Linked DNA regions of Sus scrofa: region 2 is linked to region 1. The links are chromatin contacts, called in public Hi-C maps. All regions are on one chromosome and are shown on one strand. Each heading gives the region's core, a stretch centred on a gene start, on an enhancer-like site or on the middle of the called end of the contact. The rest is flanking DNA. Distances are from core to core; before and after follow the strand shown.

The links. A called contact is a pair of places that touch in the nucleus more often than the background predicts.
Region 2: a Hi-C map of subcutaneous adipose tissue shows a contact between it and region 1, with 2.7 times the contacts expected there. The contact joins two enhancer-like sites. A contact is called at or near these places in 16 of 47 Hi-C or Micro-C datasets (brain, embryonic fibroblasts, fetal heart ventricle and 9 more) and 1 of 2 datasets of contacts at active chromatin or transcription factors (skeletal muscle).

What each region holds. Positions count from the first base shown.
Region 1 is chr7:83,073,108-83,076,930 of Sscrofa11.1, reverse strand. It overlaps a transcript of NR2F2 not described here. Among named protein-coding and RNA genes, the nearest start is that of NR2F2, 15 kb to the left of the region's middle. Within about 2 kb of position 1,785, at least 42 of the 83 cell types and tissues checked have an H3K27ac peak or open chromatin away from gene starts, as enhancers often do. A contact at or near this core is called in fetal skeletal muscle, liver, omental adipose tissue and 3 more, where this site is marked.
Region 2 is chr7:84,095,582-84,099,404 of Sscrofa11.1, reverse strand. No RefSeq gene overlaps it. Among named protein-coding and RNA genes, the nearest start is that of MCTP2, 870 kb to the left of the region's middle. Within about 2 kb of position 2,189, at least 28 of the 83 cell types and tissues checked have an H3K27ac peak or open chromatin away from gene starts, as enhancers often do. A contact at or near this core is called in fetal skeletal muscle, liver, omental adipose tissue and 3 more, where this site is marked.

The sequences.
Region 1 (3,823 bases), core at 536-3,035:
TTTATTTTTAATGTATATATGATAACTTGCAGTTGGCCTGCCCCCCCCCCAAGTTCATTCTGTGAGAGCGTGACCACAGGTCAAGGGAATCTTTTCCATTGGAGTTATGTACATAAAAACACATCGACATTTTGACATTTCAGATTGTGTAGATATAATCTGTACTGCTCTTGGGATCCTTTGTCCTTAAAAGCCAAATTAAGAAAAAGAAGAGAAAGAAAGAAGGAAACTTTACAGGGTGTGCAGATTTGGAAGTAGTAACTATTTTGTTTTGGAGTCTCTCCCCCCCCCCCTTCTCTTTTCCTGGTTTAGAGGAAGCTCAGTGTGTGGGAGCTTGCAATTTTTGTTCTTACTGAGGCTTTGCAGCACCCCCACCGCCATCATACATCACTATGGTTGTGGTTTAATTTTAAAAGGGGGTGGGTAAGGGGATGTGAAAGAAAAGGATCATTTTGTAAAGTGTATTAAACTTTGATACTCAGTTCCAGTCAATACATGTAGACCGGAAAAATCTGTCTGATTTGTGCATTTGAGCAGAGTTCTCCATCTGACCCTCAGCTTCTTTCTGTAGATATATACATACATAAATATAAGTATGTTCTTATGGCAGAACATCGCTGACCTCTAGATTGAGGTTTTGTAGCTTGTTGTTTATTTTCTTCTCTTGCAAGTGCTATCCATGTGAGTGTGTGAAGTTTCTCTAATAAGTAAAACACAGGCCCTTTTCCTTGTTTGTTTTGTGTTAGTTTATTGTAAACAGCCATTTGTTGTAAATTATTATTGGCATTAAATTATAATTTATGATTTTCAAAGCAAAAGACAGTCCCTGTTTTATTCTGCTTAAAGCATGTGTTCTAGACGTTGGAAATCTCTCTCTCACTCTAAGTTTCAGCAATGAGCTTGGGGTCTGCGAGGCAGAAAAACAGGACCCAAAATTTTTCAAACGGTTAAAACAAAACCCCTTGTATATGTTTAGAGTGGCCGGAGGAGGATCTGTTTAGAGTCTTGAGTTTGGTTTAAGTTTATTGCATTTAAAGAAAGTTTTTCTTTTCACGCTGAGTTAGAACAAAAGATCTTTGCTTCGACTGAATTGGACAAAAGACGAGGGCTGGGACCCAGCGAGTGCGTTCTGTGTGAAATTGACGAGATCTTTAAAAAAGCTGCTAAACATGGCGACTCTTTCCCTTTAAGTGTCTCTTTTTCCTTGCTGGGTTTTTTTTTCCCCCCTATCTGATCTGAGCTCGCTTTATTTCTTTTCCCAACCCCGCTCCCCCTCCTCCTCTTGGCGCTCGGGGGTGTGAGAGAACCCAGTTAGACGCGAAATGCAACAATAGTCCGAGGAGAGAGAGAGAGGGGCGATCGCTGCTTCTCGTCACTTTCAAACAAACCTGGGGAATGACTGAGCTGGGGCGGGGGGGGGGGGGGGCTGGTTCCTAGCCTGTTCGCTCGGCTCGCGGCCGCCCTGCCTCGGCCTTTCACTATTAGTTCTCTCCCGGCCGCCAGGGGCTGGGGCTCAAAGTTAGCGGGAGACGTCCGGGGCTGGTTCCGCGGAGACGGCTGGGTTAGCATCCGGCCGGCTGCAGGGACCGGGGCCTGGAGTTGGCAGCAGCTGAGGAAAAGTGCCTGCCCCCCAGCCTCCGCCCCCCACTTACGTGCGGCGGAATTCCGCCAGCGCCCCCGGAAAGTCCGGGGTGCCGGGCGCTCCGAGCTGCTCTCCTAGGATGTGCAAGAAGCGGCGACAGGCGGGGGGCGGAGGCGGGGGGCGGTCAGGGGGAGCTCGAGCGTGTGAAACTCTGCCTCGAAGCTCGCTTTTGACTTGGTCCTATGAGCTGAGCCAACATGGCGTCTCCCACTGCACCGCGAGCGCCGGGCTGCCAGGCACGGCAGGGCCGGGTAATAGAAAACACATTGGTTACCAAAAAGAAAAGGGGGGGGGGCGGCTAAAGGCCATTCCATCTGCAGGCAGAAAACCCTCTTTTAAACTCTAGCTGGCGAGTGAGTGCGGTCCTCGATTATTCTGTAATTAAAGCAGCAGAATTGGTAGGGAACATATTGGTAATACAGTATCCCCTTATCTCTGCGCCCCCTCCCCCTTGTAATAGGGAGAGTTTATTTCAGGTCTCCTCTCCCAACAGGAACCAAATTAGAAAAAGTCTGTATTCTCCACAGATCTTAAATGTTTGAATGGTATAGGGGAGGGGGAGGCCAGTATTTAACAGACCTCGGTCAGTTCTCGCGCTCATTAATGCAGGGGCCGTGCAGGGGGAGGGGGTGTGCCGGGACCACCCCCTACACACACCCGCCGAGCTGAGGGGTGGGGGCCGGGCTTCGATCCCCGCCGGACGTGGGCACAACTTGCTGCTTGCGTGGCAAAGTTAGGGGAAAGGTGGCTTTGCGGGGGGCAGAGAGCTGACTGCCGGTGCGCAGGGGCCGAGGGCCGATTCCGGGCTGGGGGTCGCAGGTCCTAGAAATGTGTGAGGCGGCATGGACGGCGCCCCTAATAGGAGCGCTTCTACATCGGGGGTCCCTTTTAATAGGTTTGAGAGGAGGCGAGGTCTGCCATGGAACAGACCTGACCTCCCAGAGAGGGTCTTCTGAGGGCCTCTGGGGAAACAGTGGTTTGGCCCTGGTCGAGCTCTCAGGCGCTGGGGGAATGGCCCCTTACGGTCCAATACGAGCTCTGGCCCAGGCCTGGAGACCCTTACCCTCAGCCGCCTGGGAGGGGAGCGAGTTTCTCTCTGAATTCCGGGCCTCGTCGAGATTTATTGAAGTTAGGTTTAAAAAACGTGCTTCAGATGATTTTTCCCATTTTCTCAGATTTCAAAGGCTCCCTGCAGTGCGGCTGCCTAATTAATGGTGAAATTCAACTAAATCTAATTATGCAGTAATTTTAAAGCAGTTAGTGCTGGGCGTTGGTTTGTAATAGGACCCCAGTTTTTTAAAGTTTGCTTACTGTGTTGGTTTAGGGGAAAGCCATCTTTTGTATAGCAAAGAAAGACAGGGAAATAGTTTTGCTGCGTGAACCAGAGGACTGAGAACTGCCCCCACCCTCCACATTTCCATCCTCACTTCTATCTATCTCCCTTTCTTTCTCTCTCTTTCTCTCCTGGGCTCCTGCTCAAAATCTGAGCGAGGTGCTAACCCAGCAAGGAGACCTGGTTTCATAGCCAAAGGGGAAAAGGGAGAATTTTTCATAAGGAGACACAAAGGGGCTTGGTATCTGCCCTCCTGGATGCATCTGTAAATGCCTGAAAACAGGGAAGGGGGACTCTCATCTCCTCTAATAGAGAACAGATTTCCTCTCTTTAACATCCATTGTCATTAAGGCGAAAAGCTGACTCTTGGAGTTATAAATCTTATCATCCTTCTGATAACACACTTGTAATAAGTTAGTGTCTTATTCAAAGTGAATTGTAAAACTGCCTCATTTAATATGGCATCTGTGTCGTTAAAACTTTTAAGTCCCCCCCACCTCCTTTGAGTCTTGTAGGCCTGGCATGTGGGCAAGCGCTGAGGTGCCTACTGGGCCTCTGGGGTAGGACCAAGGGGGAAGGAGGTGTGAGAGATGGGATTCAGCTTCTGGATCTTAGTCTGGGGTGAGAGACCCCTGAGGCAGAGAGGGCCTGGGGGGGGGTTTGCTGTATCCCCCTTTCCCATCCCCCTGAGAGGCCCCCTCGAAATGACGTTCCTTGAAAGAAACATGCTTGTGATTAGCTAAGCAAACACATCTGCTTTCGGAGTTGGGCCTTCGTTAATTAGCTGAACAAAGGGCCGTTTTGCTTTTTACCTTTTGCTGGGGGAGAGTGTGTTATTTCAGGAGTGT
Region 2 (3,823 bases), core at 940-3,439, 1.0 Mb before region 1:
AGAGAGATGTCTTTATTTTCATAACAAATTCAAGATGCAACATTTTCATCCTTTAGAAGTTTTCAGTGGAAAAATTTATTCATTTTTGTATTAGTTTACTTTTAATAACAAAATTTATTTATTTAATTAAATGCAATTTAATCTTAATCAGTCTTGACTATGCACAAAACTCTTTTCTTAGGATTCCTTTAGCACAAACCTTCCACAGCTTTCTGCAGCCACATAAGTTTGTCCCTTGTTTTTCCCATCTAGAAACAATCAGGTCTAGGATAAAATTATTTTTCTTTTTTTCTTTTTCAGTGGGAAAATTGAAAAGACAGACACTCATTTTAAGCAGAGAAGAAAAAATGTATGCATGTATTTTTTTCCTCAAAAATTAAAAACGGAAGCATGAAATTTGCTTTAAAGATATTCATATTTTCAACTACCTAGAAATTATCCAAATGATTGGTATTTGTGTTGTTTTTGTTTCTAACTATAATAATGCTGCTGAAAATGCTCATGGTATGCATTTACTTTAGGTGACTCTACCTCATAAAATGCATAGATCACATTGCATATGCTTTTCCAAGTTTCTTTTAAATTAGGATATGTGCATTCCATGCCCACCTAGATAGCACAGAAGAAAGCCTAGACTTCAGGAGAAAGCAACTAAAATTGGGATAGAAACTTGCCATTTGGACATAATTTGGTCCATCACCACCATAGATTTTACAGTCTCAGCTCCCCTTCCACAGACCCATCGACAAGAGGGTATTACAATTTTTTGCTGACATTGGTGACCTGGCATCGCTGATTTATTCTCTGCTTCGGTTTACAGAGGAATAAACCAGTAATTAATTATATATCAGAACATGAGAATCGACCTTGCAATAATGTACAGGCTAAGAACGCTCTATTTACATATGTAGGTTATTTAAAATATGTCTTGTTAAATAAATATTTAAAATACCTCTTTATTTAGCTTATAAACTGTTTGGACTGAGGCTGCAGTGTGACTCGCAGAATGTTCGAAAGAGTGAGAGAGTTACCATAGATTTTCATCTCTTCCTGACCTGCAATTTTTCCCCTCTCTCTCTGGCAGGCCTCTTTAAGGCAAATAACAACATGAACTTTCTTGCCATCAAAATATGTAATATTGGTAGAAAGATGATCTTTGGAAAACTGTAAAACTCACCTTTATCTTGAGGGCAGGTACTAAGAACAAGGGATGTAGGCATAAATTAACCACAGTCGTCAAGACCACCTCTTAGAGAGCAGTGAAGTAGACAGGAAGTATGGGAAATGAATGATTTCACAGCAAAATGTTCTCCCTGCTCTGAGGTTGTTTGTCCAGTCCAGAGTTATTTTTAAAGGAGAAGAAAATGAAATACAGAACTTAGAGTTATCCACGTCGCTTGAGTCAGCACAAACTCATGATTTCAAAACAACCGTAATGAGAACACGCATGGTAAGGACGACGGTGTTGGGGGAGACAAACGCTGTACTTTGCAAGAGAAATAAGCTCAGCGTCAGTCCAAGACCAAGCTAGGCATTCAGTTTATTTTAGGTGCTCGAAAGTTAGTTTTTTCCTGGAGCGAATGTCTCTATACCTGAAACCGCCCAGTTTTCGCCAAAGCATGTTTGTTCCCTGCAATCTGGAATCACAAACTTAATCAGTTGTTGATCCACCAGGGGGAGCAGTTCACCAGCACAAAACAAACCTTCCCCAAAGGAAGTCGGGGAAGGCGCCTCTTCCTCTCAGTTTACACAGCGGACAAGGACCCTGATTTTTATCGGTTCTACTAGATGTGGCGCTCCTCTGCCTAATACTCATTTCATGTGCCTAACCCTATGCTGGTGGGATACATATTGTTCCTTTGTGGACACGTATACCCACAGCAGATTTTAAAGTAGGACTGAGAAATCAGACCTTGTGCTTTGTAGAAATTCCTTGTTTTATTATAGGAAATACAGTCCCTGCTTCTCCAGCAGCTTATATGGACAAAACCAATAGATTTGTCAAACTATTTATTCAATCCTTATTCTCCGATCTTCAGTCTGGTGTGTGTGTGTGTGTGTGTGTGTGTGTGTGTGTGTGTGTGTGTGATTCTCGCAGCTCTTGAAGCCAGGCAACTACCACAGCTTGCTGACAGCACAGCTTCTTTCCTCAGCCCTTTCCCTTTCCTTTGGCCAGGGCCCTGGGGCTGGGCAGGAAGACAGCTGTCAGAGAAAGGTCCGTGTTGATGATAAACTCTTTGTGTGCAAGTTCAGGCTTTGTACCAGCCTGTCCAAACAAAACAGCTGTGGACTTCAATGGACCTGTGTGTGGGTAGAGAACCCCAAGTTTGTTAATGTAGAAAGACAACCAGAAGTGTATACCAGCTCCTAACGTGCTTTTCAAATGGTTTTGAAATCCACAGAAGGAATTCCCCTAGGAAAGCCTAGTTTTAATTTTAATAAGGTCAGTTCCTTATCCTAAACCTCTTTCCTGGTCCTTCAGCATCCTAAATCTTTTTATGGCTCCTTAAATTCCTTGTCCATTTAATATTTTTCCCTGGTAGTTTAAGGGGTAGGCTCTGGGTCTACAGCTTCACCATCACCAGGGAACTTGCTAGAAATGCAGAACCTCAGACCCTATCTTAGACCTGCTGAATCAGAATCTGCCTCTTAACACAACCCCAGGTGATTGGAGAACATGTTGAAGGCTGACACTCTGCTCACAGACAGCCTGGTCTCTGGATGGGCCTCCTTCTGTTAGGACATAGATAAGATACACAGATCTACGCATTCTTCTAAACAGAATGTGTAGATGTCAAGGTCATTACATGATCTTATGATACATGCAACCAACTCTTGAAGCAGCAGTCTTGAGAGTTCAGTCTTTCAAGTTAAAAAAAAGAAAAAAATCTTAGCTTCCAACCTCAGGTCGGGCACTTGCCAGCTCTTCCTATCCTCATTTGTACCTCATAAGTATTAACTCTATTGTGGAGATTAAATGAACACCTGACACTCAAAAGATCCCATTGTTATTCATCTTTCCCTTCAGAATTGAGTTTTCAATCTATGAATATTATTCAGTGATTTGATTAACTTTTTTCCATCCAACTTTTCTATTCTTTTATTTTTCTGCTATTTTTAAAAATGTGTTTTATTACTTCTGAAGAAAACATGGGGAAGGAATAGTGAATCTCAAGTCTGCCTATGTATTTACTAATTAGTTGCTTTGTTGAATGATTTTTGAAGAGGAAAAAGTTGAAAAAGCTGAAATAATCATTTAGGATTTTTGATGAAATTCCAAGACCTATCTTTAACATTGTTATATCTAGGATAATTGAAGGAGGGAGAAATTCATTCTTGAAAACAAAATAGAAAATATCCCCTTTAAATACCTAAAGATGAGGGAGAAACAAGCTGAATTCCAAGAAGCACATCTGTTAATCCTATCATGGGAACACTGTCACAGCTGGATGGAGTGAGTGACAGGTATTTGTGCTGTAGTACTGTGACATATATTTTTCCATATCTTTGAAGATCAGGATTTGAGGAGCCGTACTCTATAATGCTCATTTTCTTTCTGGCCCTTCCTTTATCATATTCTTTGGCAAAAGTGTAAAGTGATATTCTGAATTTGGGCCCAAAGTCACTGGAAGGTAAAAGTCACCTGGTTATCCACTCGCTACATCACCAAATTAGATGTACTCTCTTCTTAAGAGAATCAGTTATGCAGGACATGGGCTTTCTTTTCTGACAAGAGTAGAGGTTTCACATGGTAGGTGAGAGGGAAAGCTGGTCTCAAGCTGATGTCCAAATTTCCCTCAGGCCTGACCAGGACCTCCTCATC